Linked DNA regions of Mus musculus: regions 1 and 2 are each linked to region 3. The links are chromatin contacts, called in public ChIA-PET and capture Hi-C maps. All regions are on one chromosome and are shown on one strand. The core of a region is the stretch at or near the end of the contact, and the rest is flanking DNA. Distances in the headings are between cores, read along the strand shown.

Region 1 (3,903 bases), core at 995-3,494, 230 kb after region 3:
AGCACATGGAAGAACAACAAAATCATGTGACATGAGTTATGCCCACGGCATCAGGAGAGAGGTGCTGAGGTGGCACAAGAGACTGATCATAGGAGAAAACTTCGATTTCTGAAGTCATTTTCTCAAAGATATTATTAAGTTGCCGTATCAAAAACTGGAAAAACATAAAACAAAATGTTAACATGGCTGTCGATTTCAGTTTAGATCCCAGGGGCTCCTAAAAGACCCATGTGCCAAAAGCTTAGTCCTCAGGGCAACATTGATAAATGGGGGTAGAGTTTTGTAAAGTAGGACTTTAGAGGGACAGCTTCAGATCACTGAAGGTATGTCCTTGAGGGGGACCCTGAGACTCCAACTCCCTGGCGCTCTTTGTTCACTGACTCGTCCCTTAGCCACTCATGTGAAGGCATTTTTGGTCCATGATACGCTCCCTACGTGATGTTGCTTCCCGATCCAAAGAAACAGGGTGAGCAAATCAGGACATCAACTAGAGATGGCAACAGAACCTTTTTCTCTTCATAAGGTGATGAGCACCATGTATTTTGATACAGTGAGGGAACATTGGCATCACCAAAGCAGGAAATTCATTTAAAGAACTAAATAGCAGAATGGACACAGTGAAGTGATTAGACCATGAAGCCATCCAATCCTATCAGGATACTGAACAGACTCAACTGTAGAGTTGAGGAGGATGAGCACCTAGCCATACAATCTCGCTCATGTGTGCAGAGAGAAATAGATGACAAACTAAATCTATAAACAGTACAAGAAATTTCCTTGAAACTCAATGAAGAAACTTTTGGTGAAGGAAAAGGACTTGACTTTTTAAAAAGTTGACGATGTGATGTGGCAATGTCAAAAGGATGAACCCTGACCTTCCTTTGAGGATCCCTACCAATATTCCGCATGAGCTACACTACCATTGTAAGTTTACATACAGCTCAAATTATCATAACACGCCTTACTTCTATTCTGCCTGCTTCCAGTACAAAAAGCATTGCTGCATAGACTATTTAGAGGGTAAATTTGTTTTTAAATAAGCAAAAGTCCGTTTTATTCTCTTTTTATCAAGTATCCAGCTGCAGATAATCCTTTAACCATTGATAGTTAACTAGGACTCAGTCTGCAGATAATCCCTCAACCATCCATAGTTAACTAGGACTCAACACCACACTATTGCATGCCCCTGAGAGAGCCACCCACAGTACCTTTCTTGAAGGTAGAATAATAATTCTGATGGATTATCAGACGTCTGAGTATCCTCAAACAGGTCTCACAAAACACTGTGCCGAACTGACTGCACCCCAGATGGTTTTATAGCCAGGCATTCATTCATTGGTCCCTATTCTTCACTTTGTAGTCTGGAGACTCAGTTATTTTCTGCAAACCTGTAAAATTCCACCCAAATTTTAATGAATCGGTAAAGAATGCAGAAGGGACACATATGTATGCAAAGCAAACACAGACTCATGACTTCTAACAATGCAAAACTTAATTCAAAGTAAATTCATGCTTTTAACTAAATTTATTTTCCTGCATATGCACTCACAAACACACACACACACACACACACACACACACACACACACACACGTGTGCAAACATATGACTCATTTGCACTGGAAATGAAGAACACTACACTTTATTCTTTCTATTGTGACTGACATAAAAATATCAGCTCTGCAGTGATTCGGTCATCTTTATTTTTATCACCTTTGTTAAAATCTGGTTTCCTTTTCTTCCATAAGGACTGGGGAGTACAGAGCCAGGACAATGACAGGAAGAGGGAGAGAGAGCCAGGGAGCAGGCTGTGACCACTGTCCTCTTAGGGAAACCTGAATCCCTGTACTTTCGCCATCTTCAAAAGGGCTTCCATAAAGACTGTGCCCCAAGTGAACAAACCTAGGCGTGCGGGCGGTTCCTGCCGCTGAGCTTCTAAGACACCAGCTGCTTGCTGCGAACTGAAACCAGGGTCACACAGAGGTTGACTCATCAGGTTTTGCTCAATAGTATCACAGGAAAGAAGATGTCAGAGAAAGGAAACCGAAAAGCAAGCACCCCGCCCCAGGTCAGCAATTCAGACTGCTACAAAATTAAACACATGATTTTTTTCAATTGATGGACTGAGTGTGGCCTAACACCCGCCCCAGTATGAGTAACTCTTACCCAGTCAGAAGCAGGCACTCTAGGACAGATGGTAGTTCTTCCTCCACATTGCGCTTGAGCAGCAAGAAGGGATTTGGGGGTAAGGGTAGGGTAGAGAATCTCCGCCCTTCCTGGGTCTCAGTCTTGCCAGGGTTTGGGTTGGAGCTTCAGCACTGAGTCTGTATTCTCTAGCCTTCAGATTCTTCCTGGCTGCACCCAAGAGATCCCTGGGTCTCCGATTTATCAACTGTTTCTCCCAGGGCCTGTCAGCCTCCACAGTGTTGTGAACCAACCACTGTAATGAGTAAATAACACGCCCCTCCCCCTCTATTCTTTCCTCCCACTCCCCCACATACGCTCACATTCTCCCCCCCCCCCCTCCACCCCATCTCTCATATACACACACACGCGTGCATATATGCATACATATGCCCAGTTCTGTTCCTCTGGAGGACTCTAACACACTCTGAAATAAAGCGTCCAAGGATCAGAAAACCTGGAGATTCTGAGCCACGTGGCTCTGTAACAAGGTCAGTCATGGGGCTTACAATGGCGCCGCCAGTCAGCGAAGATCTCTGAAGATGTGACCAGCAGTGGCTGGAGGCAGTTTCAGTTCCACTCTGTGGGTCCCCACAGGGCTGCAACCAACACTACCTTGTTCAAGGAGACTGATCAACGTAATGGTGTTTTTTCTGGAAAACAAGAGCTCTGGCTGCTATTTTACTCTAAAAGAACAAAGAAATGATGTTTATCAAAAGTTGTAAACGTTTAACCATGTTGATTTATAATGACTGTATAAAAACATTAAGTGGCACATATTGTGATGGGATAGTGATGTTTTGGCATAAGTACACATGTACAATGTTGAAATTAATTAACTATATCCCTCTACTCAAGCACTGATCGATTCTTTTGTGTATGTGTGTGTAGGGGGGCATGCATGGGTGTCCATGCGCACATAGAGGCAAGACACTGACTTTGGATGTCTTACCTCAGTTGGCCTTCACCTTAGTTTTTGAGATAAGATCTCTCTGAGCCTGTACATTTCTGATTGGCTAGATGATCTGGCCAGCAAGCTCTGGGGCTCCTCCTGTCTCCATCTCCAGGGCTGGGGCTACAAGCCTGCACCACCATACTCTGATTTTTATGGGGATGCTGGGGATCCAAACCCAAGCCCTCATGCTTGTATGGCAAGAATTTTACTGACAAAGGGCTTTCCAATAACATCATATACTTACAGTAAAAGCAGTTAAATCCGTTCTCTGGGTTTTTGAAATGTATAATCTATTGCTGTTGTCTATACCTCACTGTTCAACAGCAGACCAGAGCTTGTGCTTGTGACAGTTTGCTCATTCTTGCTTGCTTGTATGTTTGCTTGGGTTTTCTCTTGAGGTTTTCATTGGTGTTGTTTGTTTTCTTTTCTGCCAGAACTTTTTTTTTTTTTGCGCCTACCTAACTAATTTATTTCCCATTGATCAACCTGTCCCCATAGCTTCTCTCTCTTACTCTCTCTCTCCAGCTTCTGACAATCATTTCCCTTTCAATTCCTGTGAGGTCAACTCTTACCACTCCACAGATACTAAGGGCATGCCGCACTTGTCATTCGGGCGGGGTCTTTCTCATATCACAGATCACACTGGTCTCCAGCTACATCCATTTGATCCCTTTTGGGAGGGAGCGAATCCTTAGTGACTGACTGGCATAGTCTATGCTCTCTGTATATGTTTCATTCTCTCTGCACATTCATCACTGAGAGGT
Region 2 (3,868 bases), core at 670-3,169, 200 kb after region 3:
CATCCATCTCAAGGTTTATCCATAGAATACCCAAGATACAATTTGTAAAACACATAAAACTCAAGAAGAAGGAAGACCAAAGTGTGGATACTTTGCTCCTTCTTAGAATGGGGAACAAAATACCCATGGAGGGAGTTACAGAGACAAAGTTCAGAGCTGAGACAGAAGGAAAGACCATGCAGAGAGTGTCCCACTGGAAGATCCATCCCATATTCAACCACCAAACCCAGACACTATTGTATATGCCAGAAAGATTTTGCTGACAGGACCCTGACATAGCTCTCTCTTGTGAGGTTATGCCAATGCCTGGCAAATATAGAAGTGGATGCTCACAGTCATCTGTTGGATGGAACACAGGGCCCCTAATAAAGGAGCTAGAGAAAGTACCCAAGGAGCTAAAGGGGTCTGCAACCCTATAGGAGGAACAACAATATGAACTAACCAGTACCCCCGGAGCTCGTGTCTCTAGCTGCATATGTAGCAGAAGATAGCCTAGCCAGCCATCAATGGAAGGAGAGGTCCTTGGTCTTGCGAAGATCATATGCCCCAGTACAGGGGAATGCCAGGGCCAGGAAACAGGAGTGGGTGGGTTGGGGAGCAGGGCTTGGGGGAGGGTATAGGGGGCTTTGGGGATAGCATTTGAAATGTAAATGAAGAAAATATCTAATAAAAAATGCCTTAATTAAAAAAAAAAAGTCACCAACTGAACTACCAATCAGGGATCCTATAGGGGTCTGACCTAGGTCCTCTGCATGTTATGGCTGTGTAACTTGGTGTTCTTGGAGGTCACCTAATAGTGGGAGCGAGGGCCGTCCCTGACTCTTTTGCCTGCCACTGGGACCCTTTCCTCCAACTGGGTTGCCTTATTCAGCCTTAATATAAGGGGAGGTGCCTAGTTTTGTTGAAACTTGATATGCCATGTTTGGTTGATATCCCTGGGAGGCCTGCTCTTTTCTGAAGGGAAATGGAGAAGGACTGGATCTGGGGAGAGGAGAGAGGTCAGGAGGTGGGACTGGGAGGGGAGCAGGGAGGGAAAACTGCTGTCAGATGTCATATATGAGGGAAGAGGCTTTTTTTTTTAAAGCAAGTCATTTATTGATCTGGACAGAGGTTGTGCTGGCCTCTGGGGGGCTCCACACATTCTGAGGTGGATGACAACACAGGTGTGTGACCAGCTCTATGTCTTTACAAGATCACTAAGTCTTCTGAAGGAGTGGGTTGAGTTCCTTGCAAGGAGGACTGTCTTCTACATATCAATACTAACGTAAAGGGATGGTAAAATCTTAGAATGCAATAAATGACCCAGAAACATGTTATTTTACTCAGGAAAAAACATCAGCAACTACATCATATTCTGAAATCTAAACACTGAAATCAAGCTGCCTTATCACTTATCTTAATGTTTTTAATTGAAACAGTCCTAGATGACTCCCCCCTTCACTTTCTCCCTTCTAGATTCTCTTAGTTCCCCTCCCTGGGGCCACTCCCACTCTCCTGTTAATAGATTCTTTTTTATTCTGTTTATTACATACATATTTGCATGTATATAGTATATACTAGTAGAATCTGCTTTCTGTATTTTACATGGTTTCAAGGCTGGCACTCACCTTGGACATCCTCGAGGGTGGTTCATCCCTCCAAGAGGCTAATTGTCCTTTTACCACCCCTCATCACAGAAGCTTTTCTTTACAGCAAATGAAGCCCATCACAGAGAACCACAATTGTATGCAATGCAGTGACCAACAGGTCGTGGGGAGCCCAGCTCCAAAGTCTACCCTCTGCATCACAGCTCCAGCATCTGAACATGACAGAAGAGGAGGTAGAAAGATTGCAAGTCAGAATACAGGGAAGTGTGCTGTAAAACAGTCTCTCCTAAACATGGCCACACAGACAAGAGTGGAGCAGCGGCAATACCGCGGGCAGGCTGCCACAGAAGGGGAAGTTTTCTCATGGGGTACGTTATGTCAGAGACAAAGAAGAATGTGTCACCTTCCTCATTACAAAACATTCAATGAAATCTCAGCAGTTCTCCTCCTCCCTGACCCACAAGGTGACCCAGGAGTCTCATGGTCACATGGCTTCACAGTGTGAAGGCAGGGAAGAGGAAGAAGGGGCCACACCTTAATCTGGAAAGTGATACCAACATCATATTAGCCAGGCCTAGTTGTATGTCCTTAGCCATAGGTGAGGTGTGTAGAGAAATATTGCACAGGAAGTAAGCATTGCTAACTAGGATGGTGAAATGCAATCTGGCTCCTGGTTGAACTAAGTTTAGAAACCCCAGTGACCCTCAAGGGACAGCAGGCTTTTTGCCTGGTTCCCAGACACTAGGCTCCTGACAGGAGGCCACGGCCCTCCGTAGATCTGTGGCCATCAGTCATGTAAGGGCAACACCCCAAACCCCTCCTCAGGTAGAGGACTTCATGTAGGCTCAAGACAGATCTCCATTTTAATGAGGTACCTTAAGGCCTGAAGGGTTTAGCCACTTAAGCTTTCCTTCCCAGATTCTCCTCCCTGCAAAAGCTACTTAACCTCATCCTGAGAAGTGGAGGACGGTTTGACTCACCCACCTTCCACCATGACAATAAATGCCTTAAAACCATTGACTGCCTCTTTTCATCGGGATCCACTGTGGGGAGTCTAGGAATCGCCTAAAGAGCCTGCCATTAATCTCCCACAGAAGGCCACTCAGCGCTCCCAGCCACGACCACCAAGCCTAGCCAGCCACTCCCTAACAAGCCAAGGACTCCTCCCCTTGGGAGCTAGCCAGAGCTTCCCTCTTTTCCCCCTCAACCCTGGGCCAGATCCGGCCCTCGGGCCCCCACTTCATTCTCAGCTCTTCCACGGCATCCAGAGGCACCTGGGTGCTCAAGAGCCTTAGAACCAGACGGTCCCAGCCTTGTCACAAGCGCGGGGACCCCCAAGCCAGCTCCGGCTGTTCCTGTGCCCCAGACTACACTTCCCCACCCCAGGAGTGGTGTCTCAAGGCTTCCCAACACCTGTCAGGACCCCATTTAACCCTACAAACCCTGTAAAGGGAAATGATGGAAGGTTCACCTTTCACCTGATTTAAAGCCAGTTCACAGATCTCCTCCTCCAACAAAGATCTCCAGAAATCCCTGTTCTGTATCCATCTCTCTACTCTCCACTTTCATGTCTGTCAAGTATTTAAGCTGTAGCACGCATAAGTGTGTTGTCTTTTCTGCAACAACTGTTCCTCCTCTTATGGTCCATGTCTGGTCCCCTAACCAGAAACCTAAGAGCCAGGGTGAGCTGCCTTTGCCTCTCACCACATTCAGTGGCTCCTGCTTCCATTGCGATCCCCTGCCAGTTAGCATGTGCGTTTCTCCACCTCAGCGTTTGAGAGCTACAGTCACATAATGTATGTGCACTGTGTGTGCATCTGTGTGCAGGTGAGTATGTGTGTGTGTGTGTAAATAACCCGGGTGTAATTGCTTACCTACCATCTATCTTTTTATTTGTTTGTTTTGGTTTTTAAGGTAAAGTCGCTCACTGGTCTCGAACTTGCCAAGTAGGCTAGGCTAGATGGCTAGCAAGCTGCAAGGATCCAGTTTTTCCTGCCTCTCAGCGCTGGGATTGTATGTTCTCCATTCTGCCTCTCTGCCAGGGGCATCTGGGCACTGCCTATAAGGCTGCCTGGAGAAGGCAGGGCCAAGTCCGGAATGGAGAGTCCGAAGCCTATGTTTCCCTTCAAGGCATCAGACACCAAACCAGAAGGGGAAAGTGGAGTCTGGGACAAATGCTGTGCTTCCAAGATCTCCCCTAGGGGTGTCCAGACAAACGGACACTGCCAGCAGGCAAAAAGCAAATCACTTTCTTCAGACCTTGTCTCATCTGGGCTGTCACC
Region 3 (4,035 bases), core at 144-2,643:
AATTTTTTGACAAAAAAAAAATTACAGAAAAGGGGACTGTACCCAAGATCATTAGAATTTTTAGACTTTAAGCAGCTATCTACAACCCCATGTTCCAGACAGCGTTGACTTCAGATCATGCCAAATGTGTTCTTATTTAGCCTGTCCTACATTGCTCAGAAAAGGAAACGCTATAGACAATCTTGAGGATGCCTGTCAGTTAATTCATCATCATTTTTAATAACAACATAGAGATAAAGGCAGAAGGGCCAGCCTTCAGAAAATGATTTTCTCCTGAGTATTTTTAGAAATTCAAGTTACATTGTGATTTTTAAAACATAGATTGTATTATTTATAGCTGAAACACAAATGACTATGGAAAGAAAAAGGTGGTGGTCTAATGAAATAAGCCCAGTTTTGGCTCCAAGGAGACCGTGGTTCGGCTCTAAGCAAACAATGCAGTGGCCACCTCTCTTGGTGAATGACCGCACCTGATGGATGCGTGCAAACAGCAACGCAAAATAATATATGAGGAGCTTGCGTGCATCAGCTACAGTCTGAACCTCAGCCTTGGCAGTTTGGCGGTTTCGGGGAGCTAAAACATGAAGAGAAGGATAAAATCTTCCTTGTTTCTTCATGCCCTTTTGAGATTTCAGCTTAAGGCCCTAGAAAAAGGCAAGAGCCTCTAACCATTGGAAATTATAGCATCAGCGCCCCCTTCTGCGCCACTCTCCACATCCCTTTTCCACCCTGAATGCATCAGTTCTTGTCTGATCTCGGAAGCTAAGCAGGGTCCATTCCGGTTCCCACTTGGATGGGAGACCACCCTTTAAAGTAACCCACGCCTCACCAGAGTTAATGTTACGGTGTGAATTAGTGTGCCTGAGAACATGCTGTCACTGAATAGAGCAGAAAGGCAAAACAGTTTTGCTCAGCCTGCTGTCCTAAAGCCAGCACACAAAACAAATGTAAAATATCAGCAGAAAAATCCCCCGCTTCTGACATGTAAACTGTCCCAGCCACAAAACCACAGTGTAAGGCTTGGCAGTAAAACACTGTACAGTCTAAACTGAGTTAGGTGGCCACCCTGAGGGCACAACTCCTCAGATCCCAGAGAGATGAAGAGGCCTGCCACAAGTGGTCTGGGTTGTACTCAATCCCTCAACTGAAAATCAGACTTCTGTGCCGGGTGACAGACCGTTGGAGAAGCAAAGACTATTCCTGAAGGGTCGCAATGTAATGCCACAAGGCTCCTGAGCGCTGGGGAGCTACAGGAGACAGCATGACATCTTGCTCTTCCTGTGGGATGATTCGGCTTCTTATCTAAAGGAAATAGCAGAAGTGGAGCAGAGGGTAGAGAGGAGAGGAAATGGCGACGAGTGGAGGTCAGCCAGCCTGTGGTCACGTGGCTCACCTTCGCTGTCCTAGCCTCTGAAAACCGAAAATACAGAGGGAAATTGTGCCCTGTCAGAGAGTAACTGAGAACGCAGAAAGTTTTCAACACCGGAAACCTTGAGGGAATAATTAAAGCCTGTCGCACTATCCTTTCTGTTTGGGTCTCTGCTAGCAACCCTTCACACTACACACACACACACACACACACCAATAAGTGATCAGTCACACCAAAAAATGAGAAATTAATATAAGACTGGAAAAGGAGAAGATGTTAGAGACAAGCTTCTGTTTTTTTTAACAGGAAAGACAAGCAAAATTATTTGGGGCTTCCTCACCCCACCAAAAAGACAAAACAAAACAAAACAAAACAAAACAAAACAAAACAACTATTTCAGAAATGAGCTAGTCAGGTTTCTGGATAAAATGATGCAAGTCCTCATGCCTGCAAGATAAGCATGGGAGCATTTTACTAACTGAGCTATCCCCCAAACTACGTGTGTGTGTGTGTGTGTGTGTGTGTGTGTGTGTGTGTGTGTGTGTTCTCTGTGTGTTTTTTCTCTGTATGTGTGTTTTTTCTCTATGTGTGTGTTTTTTCTCTGTGTGTGTTTTTTCTCTGTGTGTATGTGTTTTGTGTGCGTATGTATGTGTTCTGTGTGTGTTTTGTGTATATGTGTGTTTTCTGTGTGTGCTATGTGTGTTCTGTGTGTGTTTGTATTCTCTGTGTGTGTGTTCTGTGTGTGTTCTGTGTATGTGTGTTCTGTGTGTGTGTGTTCTGTGTGTGTGTGTTCTGTGTGTTCTGTGTGTGTGTGTTCTGTGTGTTCTGTGTGTGTGTGTTCTGTATGTGTGTTCTGTGTGTGTATGTTCTGTGTGTGTGTTCTGTGTGTATGTTCTCTGTGTATTCTGTGTGTGTGATGAGTGTGTGTATGTGTGTGTGCGTGCGCTCACGCGCACACGCATTGCATGTGTGTATTCTTTTTTCCATTTGTTGTCTTCTATTTGGGAGTGGGTTTTGTCTGTCTTTTCTACTTATTTCTTGAACTTTACCAAATGAACAAAGTTAGGGCCCTTCAGTGATTGAAAAAGTGAATAAAATTTTAGTGGAAAATTTCTCCGCCATTTTGACTGTTTGCAAGTGGGCCAACCAGAGCATGGAGATTCTGGGGAAAATATGTGAGAAATGAATTTAAGTCGGTGATTATGGTTCATGTCTCCCTGCCCTTATGAACCTCTACCTGGGGGTCCACTCTGACCAACTGCTTTGTGAAAGACAAAGTTAGCTTCCCAAGTGAGCTGTTGGTGGGCTCGAAAGGAGAAATTTTATTCCACTGGATCCTTGACATCTTACGGAGACAGTCCCAGGTTTGTGCTTACCTCATGGGAAAATATGAGAAGAAAAGCAATGGTCCTCTTACAAATGTGTGAGACAGGCAGAGAAAGGGACTATGCAACAAACAGGACTCACAGGACAGGAGTCAGCCTTCTCTGGGATACGGAGCTATCTACAGTCTCCTTATATACATTCCTCCTTAGGGAAGAGCAGAAAAAGGCAAGACTATTTCTCTCTCGTGACTTCTTGAAGTCAGCAATAGAGGCATACATCTGGTCCTGATTCTGTGGGTCAACTCAAGGGCATGGAAGATCCAGATAAGATGTATCTACCAGAGAGAGAAGTATATGAATGGGGGACTAGCTGACCCTGCAGGTACCTCAGCAAACACTGTCCACCCACTAGGAGTTAACTGTGGACCTTCCCTGTTTTACTGTCTCTCTACCTCTCTGCCCCTGGATAGATCTCCAGCAGTAGAAAGCTAACCACCTCAGGCCCAGCTCTCAATCCATGAAAGATTTGAGACACTAGACTCATCCGTAGCTGTCAAAAGATTCCATGGTATATCCCACAGTCTTCCAGAAGGTTGGTAGCAAAACTGAATGCCAATTATCCATAGCAGTGATCCATTTATCGTCATCTTTACATAGGCTGGCATCCCTTCCTTCCTTATCTTACTTGTAAGTTGTCTCCTGGTACTTCCTGAGACACGGCATACCAGAGAAACCACTTGTAGTCAAGCCCTTGACTCAAGTGCAGCTTTGGGGGAGGTTACCCTAAAACACAGCCTTTCAGGAGGGAGATACCGGGTTCACATTATCTCTGGGACTCCTTCTTACTTTAAGTGCTTGGTTTAATAGAAAATCTCATGTGTTCTCAAACCAGCTACTTCATGTTGTGCCTCACAGTTACTGTGAAGAGGAGATTATACCAGCTACTGGGTGTATCTGCATTTCAGCATATGTCTGGGTCAGAAGTCACACGTGAATCCTCAAGAGATCACACTTTTTGAATGACCAATGTTTGACACAAGGATGGTGTTTATCAGTGTGAATTCTCTTTTCCTTTCTACCAGGAAACACACTTCTCTTGGCATCTAACTCAATGTGGATATGTGATTCCCAAGTGTTTTATCATCATCACAATAGATCTTAAGGACTATAAGTTCTTTCATTTCAAATCAAGTTTTGCTCAAATGAGGCAGACAGAGCCACCGCCTTCTAGTATGCATAAGCTTTCAAATTTCTGCAGACATGAACTGTTATATAGAAGGATATCTTTAACTGATATTTTAAATATCAAGTTCATTTAGCATATATATCATTAATGATTGA

Evidence for each region. ChIA-PET counts read pairs in DNA pulled down with a chosen protein or histone mark. Capture Hi-C pulls out chosen DNA fragments and counts their contacts.
Region 1: an RNA polymerase II ChIA-PET map of effector CD8 T cells shows a contact between it and region 3, with 12 read pairs. The contact joins the promoter of 4933432I03Rik here to the enhancer-like site in region 3. A contact is called at or near these places in 4 of 39 promoter capture datasets (the C10 cell line, neutrophils and pre-B cells), 1 of 15 datasets of contacts at CTCF or cohesin (CD8 T cells), 2 of 484 Hi-C or Micro-C datasets (bone marrow-derived macrophages and erythroblasts), 4 of 115 datasets of contacts at active chromatin or transcription factors (the 230-238 cell line, effector CD8 T cells, memory CD8 T cells and 1 more) and 2 of 9 other capture datasets (adipose tissue and liver).
Region 2: a capture Hi-C map of bone marrow-derived macrophages shows a contact between it and region 3, with 4 times the contacts expected there. The contact joins two enhancer-like sites. A contact is called at or near these places in 1 of 15 datasets of contacts at CTCF or cohesin (CD8 T cells), 12 of 484 Hi-C or Micro-C datasets (the Ba/F3 cell line, bone marrow-derived macrophages, brain and 8 more), 3 of 115 datasets of contacts at active chromatin or transcription factors (the HPC-7 cell line, bone marrow-derived macrophages and microglia) and 1 of 9 other capture datasets (bone marrow-derived macrophages).

What each region holds. Positions count from the first base shown.
Region 1 is chr14:103,031,559-103,035,461 of GRCm38.p6, forward strand. It overlaps 4933432I03Rik (RIKEN cDNA 4933432I03 gene), which reads right to left and starts at 2,245. Exons shown (of 3, transcript NR_045657.1): 1 at 2,167-2,245; 2 at 1,209-1,388.
Region 2 is chr14:103,005,967-103,009,834 of GRCm38.p6, forward strand. The region is part of intron 2 of 4933432I03Rik (RIKEN cDNA 4933432I03 gene); the gene reads right to left. Among named protein-coding and RNA genes, the nearest start is that of Gm34643, 5.0 kb to the right of the region's middle. Within about 2 kb of position 1,920, at least 41 of the 459 cell types and tissues checked have an H3K27ac peak or open chromatin away from gene starts, as enhancers often do. A contact at or near this core is called in bone marrow-derived macrophages, where this site is marked.
Region 3 is chr14:102,805,373-102,809,407 of GRCm38.p6, forward strand. No RefSeq gene overlaps it. Among named protein-coding and RNA genes, the nearest start is that of Gm41234, 12 kb to the left of the region's middle. Within about 2 kb of position 1,394, at least 172 of the 459 cell types and tissues checked have an H3K27ac peak or open chromatin away from gene starts, as enhancers often do. A contact at or near this core is called in CD8 T cells, adipose tissue, bone marrow-derived macrophages and 7 more, where this site is marked.